2 separate regions of the Triticum aestivum genome follow, and region 1 is linked to region 2. The links are chromatin contacts, called in public Hi-C maps. All regions are on one chromosome and are shown on one strand. The core of a region is the stretch at or near the end of the contact, and the rest is flanking DNA. Distances in the headings are between cores, read along the strand shown.

Region 1 (4,540 bases), core at 710-3,209, 340 kb after region 2:
ATCCAAAATTTGATTAGATAGGCTTCATAAAAAGGAGACAAAAGCCATATTGCATACAGCCATACATGCTGAAAGGTTGTGATGGCTTTCGAGTACAAAGAACAATGGAAGAAGCAAGACTTTCTTTGAATGTACCTGTCAAAGCACCACCCATAAGATTTTGTTGTTCCTGCATAAAAAATGGATTTTGTTATTTACGGCGTCTGCTGTTTTTCTAGATAAGAACTGAACTTAAATGTGCAAGCAAACTTAGCACAGAAAATTTGTTTTACTTCTTTTGGGACAAAATTATGATACCTTGGACTGTAGATAATCATGAAACTTTCTAGTTTCCTCCAGCTGAGACATTTCCTGTAAAATTCCATTCGCCGTTTTGGATGCATCAGGCGAATTTATGATATGTAGAAATCTGGTAGGGATGTTCAATTTAGTTACGATTACAACTATAAAAAACACAAGTAACTAGAAAAAGGTTAAGGTGAAAGACCTCTCTAAGGTGGATTTTGTGAACCAGGTAGAGCCTTTTGCATCCCCAGCCAATAACAGCTTAAAAGAGCCACTTGATGAACGTGATTGGAAATTTTTGGCATCTTCCAAGTGCAGGACTAGTTGGTCGAAAGGACCAGATGCTACTGGTTCGGCACTCTCTCCATTACAAGCAATTGCCTCATACCTGATGAAGGAAAGGTTTCACAATACTGGGCGGGTCAGAATTTATATCAGAGATTGTGAATCATAAAAGACTCAATATGGCATATCCATGAAACAGTTTTCAGCCAAATGCAGCGACGAAAATCTGAAGCACACTTCATAAGCTCAATCACGGTGAACAGAGTGCTTCACCTGTTCTTGGTCAATGACACTTGGAACACTGCAGAATCAAGCTCCACGTCGCCAGCAACTCTCCCCTCCATTTTGCCCACAACTACAAGCACAGCAACCCTCTATAGATCGTATCTGCTCCTTGTCCACTTCAAATACCTGTCAACGGGAATATCAGCAGAAACGTCACCAACCTTGCAAAAGGAAACAGATAACAAAGAAGAGAGATAATGCTACTGCCAAGGTCAGAAACGCTAATATGTCAACATCTATAATAATAAGTGATTAAATGTTCCATGCCCAAATATGCAGGTTACTTTTCAGCATGAGGGTACCAACCAAGCATAGAGCAAACTGATTGTGCATGTATCACCGAACCAACTCCACACCTAAGTCATTCATTCCGCTCGATTATGTTCCCACAGCACAGACAAACTTATAGGCTTCTATAGCGGTAAAATAGCATGTGGTACGAGTGTAGTATGCCTCAATTTCCTTAGTTAACGCAATCAGATTCATAGATCAGAGAAGCAGAAAAGCAGATACAATTCAAACCCAAAAGACAAAATTCTAGTACCATCAGTGCAGATCCTTCATCATCAGAGCTACCAAACTAAGCACTGGACGCATTGAATCCGAAATGGAGGGTTTCTAAGCGATCGAAAGTTTGGAGCCCGCGGGGGCTCCCGGATCCAAAACCCCAAAATCCCTCGCAGACAAAAATCCAAAGCCCTAGAGATCCAGGCAGGCCAACTCCACTGATTCCTGGCTCCTATGGCTCGCCAAAAAACAGAACGGAAGAAGGCGGATCCAGATTCTGGAGGCGACAACGCCCGCTCACCGACCCACTGCCTCAAGCTTCGAGCTCAAGCAAGCCACCCCCACCCAGGTCCGAGGAGACCGCAGCAAAAACACCCGAGAAAACTAAGGCAGGGCAGACGAATGCCTCACCAGATCAAGCGGCGGCGGCCTCCGCCTCCCGCATTCGATCCGGCGCCGCGCCGACTGGATCGAGGGCTCGGAAGTGATGGAGAATTTTTGTTCCGTGAGTCGCTCCTTTTTTCGCTGGGGGCAGTTGCAGTTGCAGCAGCGAGTGGGGGAATGGACGCCAGGAGAAGGCACAACTGCGGAATGCGGGGTTTAAATGACTGAGGGCCAGTTGAGGAACTGACACTGGGTATTGCACTTATTTACTGTCCCGCCACTGGCCTGGTGTTTTGTGTACCCGTGGAGTGCGCTTGCGGTTTCAAAAGGAGGCCGTCGGTCGGTGGGACGCGTCGGGAGAATTTACCATAACGCCCTTCCGGGGAATTATAGGTAGGAAACGTACTCCGCTTTTGCGCGCGCTGATTTCTTTTTTGTTTAAGAAATCTGATTGACAATTCCGACGAAATATTGAAATGAATAGTAACAATAATACAGTATTGGGGATTGCATCATTCAAATTTAAAGCACATGCGATGGAGAATATCCGGCAAGGAGAATGTTGAGTAATTAGCATTATTCTGTGTAGAATGACTAAACTTAGGTTGGCATAGTGGTGAGTAACTTGGACTAATGGCATGTATATATTACTAGTCTATGTTACTATTTTTATAGTAGGTAGTAACATATGGATGATAACATGTAAGTCTTTCTTAATTGAGATATAGACTCATTTTACCTCGGGGTGTGTTATGTTACAGTAACATATTATATTACCACAAGCATCTCTTTTCTCATTATTAACTCCATGCCACATAAGCAATTTTTTCTTGGGGTGTGCTATGTTACTACTACCTCCGTTTCAGTTTACAAGTCCTACGCGTATACCTAGATTGTCAATTTTATCACCTTAATATAAACTACATAACACAAAAATTATACGGTTTGAAAATAAAACATCTGAAGTTTATATTGATATACTTTTTATAATATATGACGTGTATTAGGTTGGTCAAATTGACGACCTAGGGGCACGCACACGCCCTGTAAACTGAGAGAGAGGTAGTACTTAAGTTACGCCCACTATGGCTAGCCTTAAGCAGCAATTAGATTCATACTCCCTCTTTTCCGGTTTATAGATCTTATCTCAAAATTTTAGTTTTTTCATTTTATAAGGCTCAATTTGGTTGTTCCCCGTCACATGTTCAAATTCCAAAATATATTAAATCATTACATGCAAGTATTAAAAGAAAATTGACCAATACATATACTTTATGCATGCATGTATTGCAATTAATACATTGGTAAACATAATTTTTTGAGAAAAACAAAAGCATTAATTGTGTGTTTTGCAAACTACAAAAAGTATTCCACCACTCACCATCTACCTTGATTGGTGAGATTTTTGAATTAAGCTCTGTAAACCAAAAAGGAATGAGTAGTTCATAGTACAGAACCTTGAACTTGTAGGTAAATTATGTGTTCAACAAATTCAAACACCAAACTCTAAAACCCCAGTAATTGCAGGTCAATTGGTGGAAAAATTATCTGCACATCGATTTGATCGTGATTTTATGGTCAAAGCCACAAGGACACCCAAAACCCACCGTTTGCGTTTGTGATAGCATCGTATTGAAGGAGCAGCCGAAAGATGCGTGTGGTTTGTGCGTATACTACTACATCGTATATGTACATGGATGTTTATGTTGGCGTAATGGACATTATCTATACTACTATTAAACAAGCAAACATATTCATTGCTAAGTGCACCTAGCCTAAGCTACACAAAACATCATGGACCAATTACAACCTCATGATCAGATTACTTAATTAGATCTAACCATTAAGATTAGACTAACCCTCAGGCAAAACTGCGCTTAGCAATTTTCCTCGGCGGACGAAAACTCTACCGTCCCACCTCTGCAAGCCCTACGATCACGCAAGCCATAAAAACAGGAAACTGATCGCAATCAAATCGCCTCAAAACAACTACCCCGCGACGCATGCCACCTGCCTCTGCCCGCCGGATGCTCCTACTCCCTCGAGGGTCGCCGCCTGACCCTCCTCCCCCGCCACCGTCGATGCTTGCCTTGCCTCTCTTTCCCTTGTCGCCATTGATCTGTGTTGGCCTCCGCCCCCGCCACCGCTGGCCGGCCTCTCCTTACGCACAGGTCACCACCCACCGCTCCTTCGTTTGGCCGCCGACCGATGCAAGTGGCTGTACACCGCCACTGGCCTATCCTTGCGCGCAGGTCGCACACTCAGGAAGAACGCGATGAAGGAGTAGGTGAAGGACATGATAACGGCGATGATGGAGACAAAGGTGGCCGATCTCCAGGCCCGGGAACTATGAGAGGACGAGCTCGACAAGGCGGAACATCACCAGGTACATCGCCCCATCCTGCTGCAGTTCGCGTCGTGGCCCTTTTAATGGCGGCAGTTGCTGGGCACCACAGACCTGCACTCTCAAGGCAAGGAACTTCTTTTAGTCCATGACTTTTATGAACAAAATATTTACAGATATTCAGAAGTAAAAGAGGCTTAAATAGTAAAACTGCCTGTGCTTACATGATGCCCGTGCCAACTGTGATGCATAGACAACTGTGTACTGTGCATTGCCACACACAGCTACATCTCTAGGCCCTGCATGGACATGATCAAGAGTGTGAGACCCATTTATTCTGCCTAACAACAGACATGCATGCATGCTGCCAATGTCCATCCATACATGCCAGGAGAAGTTAATTTCAGGATTATTTGTTACCGAGGCAGGAGCGGACGGCGGCCATGTACA
Region 2 (4,186 bases), core at 599-3,098:
GACTTTGATAATGAGGAAACACCTGATTATTTACTGCAGATGTCCACCTGCAAATCGTTTTTCTAGGGTTAACACTTGCAACTTGCAAGTTATAAAAGCAAAACACAGTGTGTTAGCATTATAAATTTATAACTTGCAGGTAATGAATAATTTGACCCTCCACATACTGCTTGCACTTCCCTTGTGTATTGAGAATGCAATTCAGTTTGCCACATGTGATAATCGTTCCATGAATTGATCAGCGACAGAGGTTGTTTACTATTTGTTATTCAATCAAATAGTCCCAATCAACTTAATACGAAGCAATGTAGAAAAATGCAAGTCACAGCAGGGAGAAAATCTATCAATTGATGAGTTACATATAGAATATCAACGATGCTAAGTGTGTGGTGGGTGCAACGGCAACCTCGTGCGGCATGGAGACAGCGTCAGCTCTCGGGGAAGACAGCTATGAGGCAGAGGTCGTCGACTCGTCTTGGTGGCCATCCTGGGTGAAGTCGACGAGCTACACATGGACGATAGCAGGAGGTGGCAAATCTCACCGGATCCGATCATTGGAAGGCTCAGGATGCCAGATCCGATGCAGAGGAGAGCCTTCCCCTGATCTTCCAGCGCAGAGAATCGGCGGCGCGTTCCGCAATTACGGCTATGGGCGTATAGAGCAGCAACCGACGAAGGGAGAGCGGTCGGCGGCGAGCCCGTGGGGCAGAAAAGGAGGAGCGGCGAGAGCTCGCATCCGTGGGGGCAGCATCCGACCAATAGGAGAGCCTCCGGCGTCGAGACCATGGGGCGGCAGAGGATGAGCGGCCGGAGGAGGCGACGGCGATCCGAGCTCGCGTCCGTCTAGAATTAGAGGAGGAGCGGCGGGCGGCGACGGCGATCCGCGCTAGCGTCTGTGGTGCAGCAGAGAAGGAGCGGCGGGCGGGACGGCGGCCCCGGCCCCTGCGATGCGTCGGTAGCAGAGGAGTGGCGTCGTGCGTGCAGTTTGATGAAGACGTGGGCTACAACATTTTTTCTTTTCTTGAAAGGGGTCATTAGCAGCTAATGGCATGGTGGGTAATTAAAGCCTAAAACGCGTTTAGTATTCTGGAGGGATGTAGACCATCAGATCGTAGGTTTTGATGCATAGAATGATTTGGTTCTTCGCCCTCTTTTTTTTTATAGTGGTAGTAGATACGAAGGAGTTTGAGAAGTTGGGGAATCGTAACTTCACAATCCACAGAAGCTTGGAGTTGGCTGAAGTTACAAAGGTTGCCACCCCCAAGTCAAGAAAACGGTTCGTTTCATCTCTCTTCTCCCATTTTTCATCTCGTGGAAACATGTTCAGCGTGTCTCTCCTTCCATTTTGGGCTGCATGCAGCCCATTTAACGACTTTTATCCAACCCAACATGGCGCAACACTCGCAGGAAGTCCAAGTTGGCGATGGAGAAGCTGTTTTCAGTGCAGAACGGACATGAATTGCTGCGTGGAGCGAGAAGTTAGGTTGAGAAGCAGAATTTTTAGAGTTGAGAGAGTTGGGAGGACTTTAGAACGGGCCCTAAGTTTCAGAAAATGGTTAAAACATGAAATTTAGACCATCAGCGTCAAATGTCTTTGTGCACTGTTTTCGATTCAATAGTCTATGTGATCACTTAAAATTGAAAACATGATCTTCCGCACGCTTTGAAGACGCCCTTTAGAATTTACTTTGCCCTAAGCTTTGCACGCAGCGCATAATCTGACATTGCTACGTTTTCCGGAAAAGACCGTGTTTCTAAACTAGGCCTGGGCCAAGGAGAAACCGCGGTGCAATCACATCAAAGTGGGCCACACACACCATCCTAGCCGTCCAAGTTGGCCGCAGGGCGGCCGAAGGGGCCTATCCGCAAAAAGCCGCGCCCATGGTGCGGTGGGGGTGCGCGGTGCGCCTCCCCCCGGCAACTGGTGGGCGTCGTCCTCCTCTTGTGCGCACCAGGTTCCTCCTCCCCTCTCTCTCCCCAGCCAGAATTCCCCCTTGCTGTCATCTCCTCCCCCCAAAGCCGCACCGATCCAGCAGCTTCCTCACAACCCAACCCAGGTACGGACTGGCCGTCTCTCCCCCAATTCCTGAATCCCCCCCTCCTCTCTCCAGGTCCAATCCACGCCGTCTAGCTCGCCCGTCGCTTCCTAGCTCGTCGTGTCGGCGTGATCGGCTCCGCGGAGGCGAATCGGACCGACGGGACAGGAGCGGAGGAGAGCGCGCGCGGGGGCGGGGGGCGGGGGGCGGGCACACAGGGTTTCTCTAGGGTTCTGATCGCGACATGCTTTGCTGGTGCGGGGGTCCTAGGTGAGAGTTTTGCGAGGAGCGGTGGTGGCACACGTGCTCGTGAGTTGTGGGAGTACGTGATGTTGCCGGTACGGAAAATGATTGGGGATTTGGTGGGGCTGGGAGCTGTGGGAGGTGTTATGGGAGAATTAGGTGCCCTTGTGATTGTCCTGCCCCCTCTGCCTACAGTTGCCTGTCCCCTGGGGTTTAATTCAGATCCTCCTGTATGGGCTTTAGACAGTGCCTGTCATCCTGCGAGTTAATAGCACATAGTACCACATGCGTACCAAGATGTGTTTCCTTGTTTGACTATATATATATGGTGTCATACATAGATTGCACAGTGAATAGAAACCTGCCATTTTCTTTTGTTTTTCTGTTGAAAAAGGGCATTTGTTGTTGTATTATGAAGCTTCAGAGCGTGAATAAAAGTTGCGTTATCGATGGTAGAAAGATGGTCATTGCCCCACATCAGGACATACGTATGGTAGCGTCTTCTCTAGAGGATCCTGCATGCGTGTGTCTATGCAGAAACATGACCCGGTTTCTAGCTTCAAAGGAAGTATTGACTTTACACTTGAGAGATGGTAAAAAAAGCGCTCCTTTGGGATTGCAATGTGGTTTAATCTGCTTCTGTTCTATTACTTTTTTTTGAAGCATCACAATGGTAATACTAATTGAGGGCCTAGTATTCTTTCTCATAATTTATCTTGTGATCTGTCATTGGAGTAGACAAAAATATGGCTTAGAGAAGAAGGAGAAGGACAAATGATATATTAATAATTTAATATGTTGCTGGCCACCAGTACGCAACTTTATGACTCTTGCTAACACGTTTTATGATGTTGCCATTTCTTTGTTTTTTTGCTCGTGAGATCCTGATCACACTAGTTAGATTGTTACTTACTCATGGTTGATTTCAGGGTGCAGATATGCATGCTTGATATAGCTACAGTTGCCTATGTTTATGATGGTTACAATTCGTACGGTGTAACCATAGGTTCCCTTTATTAACTCTTCATTTCTTAACCTGTGGTAGATTAATGGATTAACATTTGTGCTAAGGTTATTCTGTAGGAACATATCAAAATCAATTTATGGGAAAGACACAACGCTTGTGCACAATTCTTGATGAGGAGGTGTGATCTGAGACAGTCTCACAACAGCAGGGTTTCTGGAGGAATGTCATCCTCTTTACCTATTCTGCCAAATTCTCTGAAAGAAACCTTCCATGGGCCTTACAATCCGCAGCTCACTCCGATGCAAAGGCAACTGACGAGTGATCTTGTGCCCTTACATCAGAGTGCACTTCCATCTGCTACTTTGCACCCAAGAGCTGGTGCTATGAGATCATCATATGCAGCCTCATTAGGATACTCACCTAATCCTCTGGATTCTGCGCCTAACCATGAGAGGCAGTCTATGGTTGCTCCTTTTGCTCCTCAGCCATCAGATATCGAAGTATTTCAGACCTTATCTAATAATATCCCTGGAGGTCACACTGGGGCAACTTGGTTCCCAGGTTCGGCTGATGGTTTATCAGATTACAGGGATAACATCCCTGCTTCTGGTAGTCAGATCCAGAACGGCGGTCCTGCTGTGACATCTGATGTGGTTGCTAAACAAAATGAATGGTGGGCAGAAATAATGAATGATGATTGGAGAGATATTCTAGATGCAACGGCTGCTGATCCCCAGTCAAAGGTATGCAAATGAAACGGCATAAAGAGTCATCGTGGCAGCTCTGTCTTGGGTTCTGATAGTTTAGAAGTAATCTGTAATTTTTTTGTTTATTATGACATATTAGCCAACCTTGTGAAGTTGTAATTTCACGTAAGCTCTTTGCCAGTGCATATACTGGTATTATGATATCATTTTTGTGTGGCCAACCTAGATACCTT

The links. A called contact is a pair of places that touch in the nucleus more often than the background predicts.
Region 1: a Hi-C map of leaf shows a contact between it and region 2, with 2.9 times the contacts expected there. The contact joins the promoter of LOC123085764 here to the promoter of LOC123085762 in region 2. A contact is called at or near these places in 2 of 5 Hi-C or Micro-C datasets (both in leaf).

The regions. Positions count from the first base shown.
Region 1 is chr4A:176,644,236-176,648,775 of IWGSC CS RefSeq v2.1, forward strand. LOC123085764 (proteoglycan 4) reads right to left here and starts at 1,960. Exons shown (of 11, transcript XM_044507465.1): 1 at 1,774-1,960; 2 at 844-981; 3 at 488-673; 4 at 298-409; 5 at 136-169. The coding sequence starts at 914. LOC123085766 (a long non-coding RNA gene) reads right to left here. Exons shown (of 5, transcript XR_006439876.1): 3 at 4,511-4,540; 4 at 4,315-4,389; 5 at 3,356-4,204.
Region 2 is chr4A:176,306,987-176,311,172 of IWGSC CS RefSeq v2.1, forward strand. LOC123085762 (protein PHOSPHATE STARVATION RESPONSE 1) reads left to right here and starts at 1,849. Exons shown (of 8, transcript XM_044507462.1): 1 at 1,849-1,955; 2 at 3,363-3,989. The coding sequence starts at 3,417. LOC123085760 reads right to left here and starts at 1,011. Exons shown (of 6, transcript XR_006439873.1): 1 at 407-1,011; 2 at 1-47.